Regions from separate parts of the Sus scrofa genome. Here region 1 is linked to region 2. Evidence: chromatin contacts called from public HiChIP or PLAC-seq data. All regions are on one chromosome and are shown on one strand. Each heading gives the region's core, a stretch centred on a gene start, on an enhancer-like site or on the middle of the called end of the contact. The rest is flanking DNA. Distances are from core to core; before and after follow the strand shown. Region 1 holds the start of ARHGAP11A (rho GTPase-activating protein 11A). Region 2 holds the start of AQR (intron-binding protein aquarius).

What was found. HiChIP or PLAC-seq counts read pairs in DNA pulled down with a chosen protein or histone mark.
Region 1: an H3K27ac HiChIP or PLAC-seq map of skeletal muscle shows a contact between it and region 2, with 4 times the contacts expected there. The contact joins the promoter of ARHGAP11A here to the promoter of AQR in region 2. A contact is called at or near these places in 1 of 5 promoter capture datasets (fetal skeletal muscle) and 1 of 2 datasets of contacts at active chromatin or transcription factors (skeletal muscle).

What each region holds. Positions count from the first base shown.
Region 1 is chr1:136,493,487-136,498,954 of Sscrofa11.1, reverse strand. It overlaps ARHGAP11A (rho GTPase-activating protein 11A), which reads right to left and starts at 1,519. Exons shown (of 12, transcript XM_021098302.1): 1 at 620-1,519. The coding sequence starts at 748. It overlaps LOC110256993 (a long non-coding RNA gene), which reads left to right and starts at 1,579. Exons shown (of 2, transcript XR_002339106.1): 1 at 1,579-1,650; 2 at 1,784-2,580.
Region 2 is chr1:136,132,770-136,138,950 of Sscrofa11.1, reverse strand. AQR (intron-binding protein aquarius) reads right to left here and starts at 3,097. Exons shown (of 35, transcript XM_021098271.1): 1 at 2,790-3,097; 2 at 160-216. The coding sequence starts at 2,864.

The sequences.
Region 1 (5,468 bases), core at 270-2,769, 360 kb before region 2:
CCTTGACCACCCCAAAATCAACAGCTTTTGAATCATTCCAGTATGGTTTCTCAATTTACTCATTATAAAAAAAAAAAAAAAAAAAAAAAAAAGCTTTATGATACAGCCAAGAAGCAGGCATGTTTTTTTTTCCAAATTGGTGAATATAAAGTTATTATCTGAAGCCTATTTCAATGCAGTCACAGCCCCTCATCTATTAATTCATTTAGAAAATGTACTGGCACCCCTTGTCTCCAAATCTTATTCTAAAACAGTGATGATGGGGGTAGTGTTTTTCTCCCTTCAAATGTATAACTTGTTCAAAAAACAATAAATTGGCAATATTTGTAGACATTTTAAATTGTCACAACTGGGACATGCTACTGGTATCTAGTAGGTAGAAGCCAAAGATGCTGCAAAACATCCTAGGATACAGGACAGCTAATCCCAACACCCCTCAATGAATTACCTACTTCAAAATGTTAAAGTTGATGAGGTTGACACATTTAAACACATTCTTTTTTAGATCCATGAAGCATGAACTGGTATGACCTAGTAATAAATGATGGTACATAATGTGCCTTTTTTAAAAAACCTAAACCTCTTTCCCCATGTACTATCATTTCCATGGCTTACTTACCACTTTTTCCGTGGATGCTGCTTCCTGCCTCCTCCGATCGCACTGTCCACGGCCACCCTTGACTTTAATACCATAGACAGCCCGAAGCTGCTGTACCACCGCCAACCGCACCAGCTTCTGATCCCACATCCCGAACACGTCGCCCACTCTCCGAGGCGGGATGTCAGGCCTGACCCTCGCTCGCCACCAAGTCTTCCAATTTCCAAACCCTCTCAGTTTTGCTCTCAGCTCCGCTGCCTCCCGGCCACGTCTGGCACTCTTCCGGTCCCGGACCCCAGCCACTTCCACGGCTTCTTCCTTGATCCTTTACACACTTCCACCGACGGTCTTCTCCCAGCCCTTTGACCTAGCCACACCTCACCTTTCCCTCACTTACACCGGCCTTCTTTCTTGTCACTCGACCCTTTCAGCTACTTACAGAGACCTCGCTCCTTTCTCCCTAATCCTTTCGGCTCCTAGTACCACGCCTGTTACCAGCTTCTCACTACTTCCGGCTACTTTCCTCCAAGCCTTCCTTTGCCCTTTTCTATCTCTGAGCTGTAAAAACGACCCTTCTTGCCCCTTCTACCCCAGCAGGCTCGGCTGGGCGTCCGTCCCTTTGGCCCCGCTCCCCCCAACCCTAGCCCAGCCGCCGGACCAGCCGGCTTGGGGGCCTCCTCCAGTCCCGGTCCCCGCCCGGGCTGGTCGCCGCCGTCACCCCGTTTCACAGGCTGCTCCTTCCCTCCATCAGCCTTCCTGCGACCCGCGACCAGCACATCATTGCGCCCTCACTGAAGTCAAGCGTCTCTTCTCATGCCTCCGCTCCCACCGCCTCTTTAGATACCCGCAGCCTCTGCGGGCCCGTACTCCCTCAGTTCCAAGCCAGGCTCGAAAGGCAGCGCCAAACAGCGCTCCGCACTCTGATTGGTCCGCTCCTCTTTTCAAAATCAGGACCCCGGAGGGTGGCCAGAAGATGCCTGTCTAACGAGGTGAGGGAGAAGAGGAGACCACAAAGGGGGTGGCGGGCAAAACTAAGAAACACAAAGAGAAACGTAAGTTCCACTTACTCCTTCTTAGCCATATTTTTGGAGGAAAATACTGTTTGTTGTGTATTTTAAAACACCTGGCACTTTGAGACAATATATTTGGGAAATGTAATAGACACCTTATTCTCATTTTTTTCAGAACTTGGCCGAGGCCCGAGGCCCTTTTACGAAGAAACCGGTTCTACGGAACCGGAGCGGAGACAATTTGGGTCAGGATGCACAAACGCTATTTTAGTAACTCTAAAACAGGGCGTTTGGTGGGGACTTCGGCTATAGGAACTGGTCCCATACTTGGGAGACTGATGGTGACGGCCAAAAGTTAGCACTTAGGTAGTTAAATACAACAGAAAAGACATGTCGTGAGAAAGTAGAATGCGGGAGAAGTCCGAACTCCGCGGAAGGCGGCAGCTGCGCAAGCTTCTTTCTTTGGGATTTGCACTTGGCTGACCCAGGAGAAGTGCGGCTCTGGGGCCACACACTGCAGAGCCTGGTTTGTCTTGTTAACTTGTTGCTAGATAAGACTTCACCAACCCAGCCGTAGTCCCCGGGCCTTTTCCACTCTCAAACACCAGCAATCCCATCAGGGTGTTTTGTTTTCTGGGATGTAGTTCATTTAAGGCTGGGCACTCAAATACTGCAGACAATATAGCATACATTTACTATCACCCTGCCTCACCCCCATGCAAGCTTGGTAGGAATAGCAACATTGTATACCTCGGAGAACTACACTCATTATTTTGTAATAACCTATGAGGGATAAGAATCAGAAAAAGAATACATATATACACATATATAACCATATATAGCTCTCTGTCTCTCTCTCTATGTATCAACTGAATCACTGTGCTATACACCTGAAACTAAATGATGACACTGTAAATCAACTGTACTTCAACTAAAAAAATAATTTAAAAATAAAACAAAGTAGCAACAGAACTTTGTCTGCCTTCTCTGTTTGTGTGCCAGAGGCCAACTGATATTTGCTGAATGAAGGGATTTAAGTGGGGAACAGTTTCCTTAGATCATTTTGCTCCTTTTGGAGCTCAGGTCCTTAGGTGTTCTACCCTCCGCAGTCTAAAGATTCTCCTGAAGAAGTGAGAACAAAATGGAAGTTAAGCATTTTGCTTTATTTTAACAATTGTTTATTGTGCCCCTCCTATGTAGTATGGTAGAGGATAATGAGCAAAAGCCAAATATTAACCAAGGAGTTATATTAATGGGGGCATAATTATTAACAGCAAGAAGTGCACTAAGGAAAAGAATATTATTCTATGATAAGAGTATGATGGAAGAGCCTTGATCAGGGAGGGGCATTATATCAATTAACTTATCTGAAGAATCAGGAGAAATTAACTAGTAAAAAGTAAAGGTGGGATGGTGGAGTGGGACCAGCATTCAAGAGACAAAGGCACTGCAGAAAAAAACAATTTTAGCAGGAACCAGTGCATCAGAGGCTATATTGAACCTATGTCTCCTCTCTTCCTGCTTCAGACATAACTATAAGAAATTACTTATGTTGTCTTGAAGTTCCCTTCATGGCTCGGTGGTTAACAAACTCAACTAGCATCCATGAGGATGAGTGTTCAATCCCTGGCCTCACACAGTGGGTTAAGGATCCGTCATTGCTGTGAGCTGTGGTGTAGGTCACAGACATGGCTTGGGTCCCATGTTGCTCTGGCTGTGGTGTAGGCCAGCAGCTGTAGCTCTAATTAGACCCCTAGCCTGGGAACTTCCATATGCTGTGAGTGCGGCCCTGAAGAGCTAAATAAATAAATAAATTAATTAATTAAATTACTTGTATTGTCTTTACCCTCCTACTTTCCCCAAACTTCACATTATTATGGGTTTTAGGACCCACTTTGTCTCCTGAATATTAATTCTTCTGTCTTAATGCTTTTTAATTTTTTTAATCAAAAAAAAATTTTTGGCTGTGCTTGTGGCTTGCAGAAGTTCCTAGACCAGGCATCAAACTCACACCACAGCAGTGACAACACCAGATCCCTAACCTGCTGAGCCCCAAGGGAATTCTTCTTAATGTTTTTTTAAAGCTGAGCTCTTTGATTTTGTGTTTTATCTCCTTTCTCTTAAGATGACAATATTAGTTTTTAATAATACTATCATAGTTACTTATTTGCTTTATCCATATATAATTATATACACATATAAATATGTATACATATATACATATATATATAAAACAGAATGACAATATTGCTAACATAAGATGGCTGAATGAAATTTATATTTGTGTGGCTTATTTTCCTCCTTCATATTATATCGCATTGGAAATGTACAGACAACATACTCTGTTTTAAATGAACTGGACATACATCTTTTTGCTCATTGTGGATGTACCTGTAGTTTATTCAACCAGACCCCTATTGACGGATACATGGGCTATCTCCAGACTTTTGCTATTACAAAAAGGTCTTTGTGCACATATAATAGACTTTTGCTAATAGATATTTAGCAGAGATTGGGACAAATGGGATTGCTAGGTTAAAGAGTAAAAGAAAATATTATTTTGCTTATTATCACCAAGTTCACCTTTATAGGAGTTGTATGATTCTGTATTCATAGTAAAATTGTATGAGTGTTCCTATTTCCCCACAGCCCCTCCCATAGAATGAACTGTCAAACTCCTAGATATTTGCTAATTTGATAGGTGGGAAATGGTATCTCTGTATAGTTTTGCGTTTATCTTTTATGAATGAGATGGAGTATTTTCTTAATGGTGTGTGCATATAGTGAATGCATATGATGAAGTGTAAGGATGAATCTGTTAAGGAATATGAAAGATACATAGCTGTGAAGTAGAGTGGAAAGAGCAAGGCACAGAAGACTTTAGTATGTGTGAAAGGAGGGGTAGAAATATATATGCAAATGCAAGTTTGATTATATTTAAAAAAATAAACAACTGAAAGGTAAATAAAAAATATAACAAAAATCGGAGTTCCTGTTGTGGCTCAGCGGTTAGTGAACCCAACTAGTATCCATGAGGATGCAGGTTCAATCCCTGGTCTTGCTCAGTGGGTTTAGGATCCTGCATTGCCATGAGCTATAGTGTGGGTCGCAGAAGCAACTCAGATCCTAAGTCACTGTGGCTGTGGCGTGTGCCGGCAGCTATAGCTCCAATTGGACCCCTAGCCTGGGAATCTCCATATGCCACTGGTGCAGCCCTAAAAAGACAAAAAATAAAATAAATAACAAAAATGGTAACCATTGAGGAAGAAAAAGGGGAGGGAGGTGAGAGGAATGAAAGCTAGACCTCTGAATAGATTTTGTTTTAGAGTTTGACCTTAGAACCATGTAAGTGATTAACATATTTAAAATACAAATTAAAATTTAAAAGCAACCTCTAACATGGAAAACAATGGAGTTCCCAACGTGGCTCAGTGGTTAATAAACCCAACCAATATCCATGAGGACATGGGTTTAATCCCTGGCCTTGCTCAGTGGGTTAAGGATCTGGCATTGCCATGAGCTGTGGTGTAGGTCACAGACGCAGCTCGGATCCTGAGTTGCTGTGGCTGTGGTGAAAGTTGGCACCTACAGCTCTGATTCAAACCCTAGCCTGGGCATCTCCATATGCCAAAAGTGAGACTCTAAAAAGACAAAAAATAAAAAGATAAAATAAATAAAATGGAAAACAAACTGAAGTAAATGAATCAAACTTTTCATCTGTTTCTCTCTTTCTTTCTTCCCTTTTTTTTTTTTTTTTTTTGGTTTTTAGGGCCACACTCTGCACGTGTGGAAGTTTCCAAGCTAGGGGTCAAATCAGAGTGGCAACTGCCAGGCTATACCACAGCTCAAGGCAACGCTGG
Region 2 (6,181 bases), core at 1,848-4,347:
GGAGTTCTCAAATTTTCTATTATGAGTAATTATTTTGATAATTAGAAAACGATTTTGAATTTGAAAAAATACTGAAAACTTTTGTTAAATTAGCTCTTGAAAAAGAGATAACAAGAGCATACCTATTCAAAAAGTATTCTGCAAACCAAAGATACTTACCTTTATATCAAAAGGTGATTTTTTCTTGATATGCGGAGCCCAGTATTTACAAGCTAACTGCAAAAGTAAATAGTATCAATAGTAAGTCACACATTCGTACCATTGCAGAGCTAAAAGACTAAGATCATTCAGTGACAAGTTGTTTCTTAACAAGGCACTACTGGTAGGGGGGTGGGGAGATAAGAGTAATTCATTCAATTAAGGGGACTATACAGGCTTGCAGACTAGTGAGCATCCTTGTCCCTGACCACCTGAATGCCAGTAATGCCCTGCATGGCACCTTGCCACTGCTATTTTAAAAAAACAAAACACACTTTTCTAACTATCCCTAGGGAAACAATAGAGTGAAGTTAACATTTACAGTCAAATATTTTCAGCAGAGATAAGGAAACCTAAATCCAGAAAGATTAAGTGAGCTATTCAAGACTACCATTAGTTAACAGGTAAGCCAGTGCTAAAAATCAGATTCAAAATCTTCAGGAATGTTGATTTGTGAAACAAAAGATATTTAAGCGATTACTACACATTCAGGCACACCTAAATAAATCCTAAAAAAAAAAAGTAGTTTCCCAGTGGATTATTACAGAGAATAAAATAGTTTGTCATATTTCAGCATCAGGTTTTAACCTGAAAACTGTGAATTTTAAATACATAGACATTGCAGGTTTGGTACCAGACCACCACAATAAAGTAACTATCTCAATAAAGCAAGCCACATGAATTTTTTGGTTTCCCAGTGCACATAACATATATATATACATTATACTGCAGTCTATTAAGTGTGCAATAACATTACATCTAAAAAAAAACCAATGTACACACTTAAATGAACACATGATTGGTAAAAAATGTTAATCATCATAAAAAAAGTGAGACCACAAAGTTCAGATATCTGATCGTCTTAAAAGTAAATTTTAATCTCATTCATTCAATAATAATTAAAAAGCACTTTCTCTGGTCAGGTGTGCCAGGTGTTCAGAAATAATGAAGGAAGGGAAGGAGGAGGGGCAGGGAAATGGTAGGCGCCCCACATACTTTATCCTCATCTCCTTTGATTCCACCACCTCTCACTTCTTAAGGTCACTATCCTGGCTTCTGTACATTTACACTGTAAGCTATGTGCACCTGCTAATCCCTGGACTGTTTCTCCGCTCTTCCCCAAACTGTCTCCTTTTTTGCATTCAGGTCTTAGCTTAAATATCACCTTAGAGAGGGCTTTCCTGACTGCTTTTCATACACCTCACCTAGTCTACCACAACGCCTTGTTTCATTTTCCTGACAACAATAATCACTGTCTGAAACTATACTGGTCATTGCCTGACTAACCCCTCTAAAAACGCAAGCTCCCTGAGGGGAGGGGAAACTAACACATGACTTTTATCAACAAATTTAAGTGTATGGGAAAAGGAAATTCTAATCCAGTTTAAGTTGTCTGGAAAAACCTCTTTAAATTAATATAGACGGATGACAAGGAATTGGAGTTTATAAAGACAGGTGGGGGGGGGGATGAGTATTCTAAGTAGTGGGAACAATGCTGAAGGGCCGGGAGATGAAAGACAGCAAGGCACAAATACTTCAGTTCAGTATGGCTAAAGCACAGTTAGAAAAGTAGAGAAAAAAGAGGAAACTCGATATAAGCACAGACCAGATCACAAGACACTTTGAAGGATTCTGGTCATTATCCTAACGGCAATTAGAACTATTAGAAGACTTTTAAAAGATAAGTGACATGATCAGATTTGCGCTTATGTAAAATCCCTCTGACAACAATGTGAAGAATGAGTTTGAGGAGAGCAAAAAGGAAAGACAAGAACACAGGTTAGGATGTCTAGGTCCAGGAAGAAAACAAGGGCAACCTGGCTTAGGGCACAGAGAAGCAGGCAGATTTAAGAGCTACTTAGAATGCAGAAATGTGGAAGTTAGAAAAAGAAGGACTCAAAATGACTCCTAGGCTTCTGCCTTGCCAAATCTGCTGAGAGAAAACACAGGTGAATAACAAGTTCTGCACTCTTATCCAACATCCAAAGCAACAAAAAAACAAGGATCAGGAACGTTGCTGAGAGCTACAGGGTCGGGTTTCCGTATTCAACCAAGGTTCACAATCCAACACAGTTAACGGGTGCTAAAGGAATCCTCTCCGACAACAGGATTGCTTTCTTCGCAGATGCATTTATTTGGAGAAAATGTTCTGTCAGATTCTTGTCACTCTGCTCAAAGACCTAAGTTACCCTAAAGCTAAGAATAAGCCTTTCCCTCCCTCAACCCTAGTTCAACATGACTTCCGCTACGAAATCTTGCCAGCCTCAGGTAGACCGGGGTAGAAGGGGTGTTCCTTCTGTGAACCCATCGCTCCTGTGACAAACTAATACAGCAAAGCTCTTAAAATAGCTTTCTTTTTATGTGTCTGTTCTCCTTGGTACGTGAACTCCTCAGGGTAAAGCCTCTTCCACCAAGGTGTCCCTACCACCCAGCACAGTGGCCGGGGCACAGTTGACAGTCTTTAATAAAAAGACTTGAGTGAATGACTTGAACGAATGCCTCCTGGATGCTCCCGTTCCCAAGGAAAATCTCATCCCCCTGGTCTTGAAGCCTCAACATCCTCATCCCCCACCAGATCCACCAGGGCTCACCTGCGTCACGAACTCCGCGTTTATCTGGGAAACCGTGGGGGCCACGATTTTCTTGGGCTGGGCAGGGGCCGTCATGGCAGCACTGTCCCTCCGCTCCAGTGGGGTAAAAAAAAGACCGCCCCGAGCAGCGGTGAACCCGACGCACTTCCCCTAAAAGGCGGCTGTGGCTGCTAACTCTGAGATGTAACAACCCGCAGACCAGACTATCCTCAAACCTTACAGTTCCACAAAGAATGCACACAGCAGGTCGTACAGACTTCGGGAAGCGGAACAGCACAGGGCCGGAAATGCGTGCAGGCGTTGGCTCTGAGCTAGAGAGGTAAGGGCTTTGACCTCCTCCGCTTCTGCCCTCTAACGGGAAGCTGAGAGAAAACACCCTGCGAGACAGAATTGATGTCTCAGCGACCAGATGGTAGGGTTGGCGGCAAAGCGGAGACGTGAAGTTCCTTTCCAGTCTAAAAAATAAAATAAAATAAATTTTAAAAAGCAGCAGAAGTTCCAGTCGCGGTGCGGCAGAAACGAATATGACTAGGAACCATGAGGTTGCAGGTTCAATCCCTGGCCTTGCTCAGTAGGGCTTAGGGATTCTGTGTTGCCTTGGGCCGTGGTGTGGGTCGCCCACGGGTCTTGGATCCTACGTTGCTGTGACTGTGGTGTAGGCCAGCAGCTGTAGCTTTGATTAGACCCCTAGCCTGGGAACCTCCATATGCTGCGGGAGCGACCCTAAAAAGCAAAAAAAAAAAATAATAAAAAATTTTTAAAAAATTTAAAATACATTAAAAAAAGCAGTAGTGAAGAAAAACAAACAGGGAATTTGAGGTTTGGTTTTAACTGTTTTTAGCAGAATCATGGAGACACAGATTGACATACAATGAACTGCACATATTTCTATTGTAAAATTTGATTTTTTTCATAGTCATACACCTGTGAAAACATCACCAAAGTCATAAGTATATTCAATGCCACTAAAAGTTTCCTTGTTCCCTTTTGCAATCCATCCCTATCCCACTTCTACCCTCATTCTCATGCAATCATTGATCTGTTTTCTTTCGCTATATATGTACAGCCTAGTATACTTTTACAGAATTTTATAAAAATGAAATAATACATACAGTATGAACACTTTTTCTTTCATTTTGCACTCAACATAATGATTTTGAGATCCATTCATGTTGATGCACGTACTTGTAGTTCATTCCTTTTTTGCTGAGTAGTATTCCATCTTATGGCCATACCCAAGTTTGTTCATCTACTCATCTATAGATGAACATTTGAATTGTTTCAGTTTTTGACTATTATAAATAATGCTGCTATGAGCTTTCATGTATATGTGTCTTAATGCAGATATGTAATCCCCCTTTTTTTCTTTTTACAGCTGCACCTGTGGCGTATGGAAGTTCCGAATCAGAGCTGCAGCTGCCAGTCTATGCCACGGCCACAGCAACACGAGATCTGAGCCACATCTGTGACCTATGCTGCAGCTTGTGGCAATGATGGATCCTTAACCCACTGAGCGAGGCCAGGGATAGAACCTCCATCCTCACAGACACTATGTTGGGTTCTTTACCCACTGAGCCCTAGTAGGAACTTGCTCTCTTTCTCTTAAGTAAAAACCTAGGAGTGGAATATCTGGGTTATATGGTCTATAAAACAAGAGGTTAAAATAAGATTTTCCGAATAGTTTTATGTCAAATCTTGACTAGTATATAAATTTTTGACAAGCAAAACCAAGGACAATATTTCTAATATAGTCAGCACAGAGAAAGCCATGAAAGCAGGTCATGTTGGGAGAATGTTGGGAGTTAGTTATAAAGCTTAACATGTCAAAACCTTACAAGCTAGGGAAAGGAGACTGTTTATTGTAGAAGGCAATGGGAAACCACTGATTGGAAGTCTACTTTTGGGAGATGACTTTTCAGTAGTTTATTAGATGGATTGGAGTAGGTAACACAGGGATGGGAAGGCCACTTGGAGGACTATTGCAAATCTAAGGCAAAAGCAATGCCTAAATTTGGGATCTGGCAGTAAAATCGAAGAGGAAGGAATAGACATGGAGGACACTGAAAAAGTAAAGAGAAATTCATCCTAAGTAAATAAAAGGATAGTGGGACTCTGCAACAATAGAGCAGACAGGAGATGGAGTAGGTTTTAAAAGAGGATTCCATTAGATAGACAGCCTGAAGTGGCAGGAGAAGAAGTTCCAGGTGGTGATGAGCAATTTATTTGCCTTTTTAAGAAAATATATATCTGTAGCATATGAAAGTTCCTGGGCTAAGGGTTGTACTGGAGCCACAACTGCTGGCCTGTGCCATAGCTTCAGCAACCCCAAATCTGAGCCTCACCTGTTACCTACACTGCGATTGTGGCAATGCCAGATCCTTAACCCACTGAGTGAGGGCAGGGATCAAACCCACATGCTCACAGAGACAATTTTGTGTCCTTAACCCACTGAGCTATAACAGGAACTTCTGCCAATTTATATATTTAAATTTATAACTTATGATTTTGTGGCCAAGAGGATATTAAGCTAATAAGCTCCAGCTCATATGTAGCTTTCTAGTGATCTATGTGAAAATTCTGATTTGTAATGCCAAGTAGGTTTATGACAAAATGCAATCTCATAATCTTTTCCTCTAACTCTCCCTCTCTTATTCCCTCTCTCTCTTTTCATATCACTTCTCTTAGCCAAGTTTTTGAATGATGGTATTAGACCTTCTAAAGTTATAATGTATTCATTTTATAATTTTCCTTTTCTTTCAAAAGCTTTCTATAATACTTTGTAAATAAGGAAGGAAGAAAACAAACCAGGCAATTAAGAAGGACTTTCAAAAGCTAAGATTGTCAATAGTGTCAAGTGTTTCAAAGAAATCTAAAAGGAATGGAACTTCAACAAGTCCATGGGTTTGGCAATTAGGAGACCACTGGTGACCATTATAGTTGGGATTTTTTTGTTATTATATGAAGAAGAAAAATTTAACTCAAATTTATTTTAAAGTAAAGGAAATCTATAGGTATAAAAAATTAAGACTAGAAATAAATTAGGCTTCAGACAGTTTGATCAGGCTTCTAGTTCCGTTCTTTTGGCACTGCTCCACCTACCCCTCTCACCCTGCCCTGCTCTGTGTTCTGACTTCATCACTAAACAGTCATTCTTCAAGGTACCAAAATGTAGAAAGCTTCTCCACACTCCTCCTTCCTCCATCTCTGAAATAAGGCTTCAATCTGATCAGATCAACTTAGGTCAGTACTTGCTTCCAAACCAATTACTCTGGCCAAGGTAGTGCTTGTTAATGCATTCACTGGCTTAGACTTGGGTTATTCACCCCTTTACAGTCATGGTGGAAAGAGAGATATGAATATTCTGATAGGACAATCATAACCATAGCTGGAGC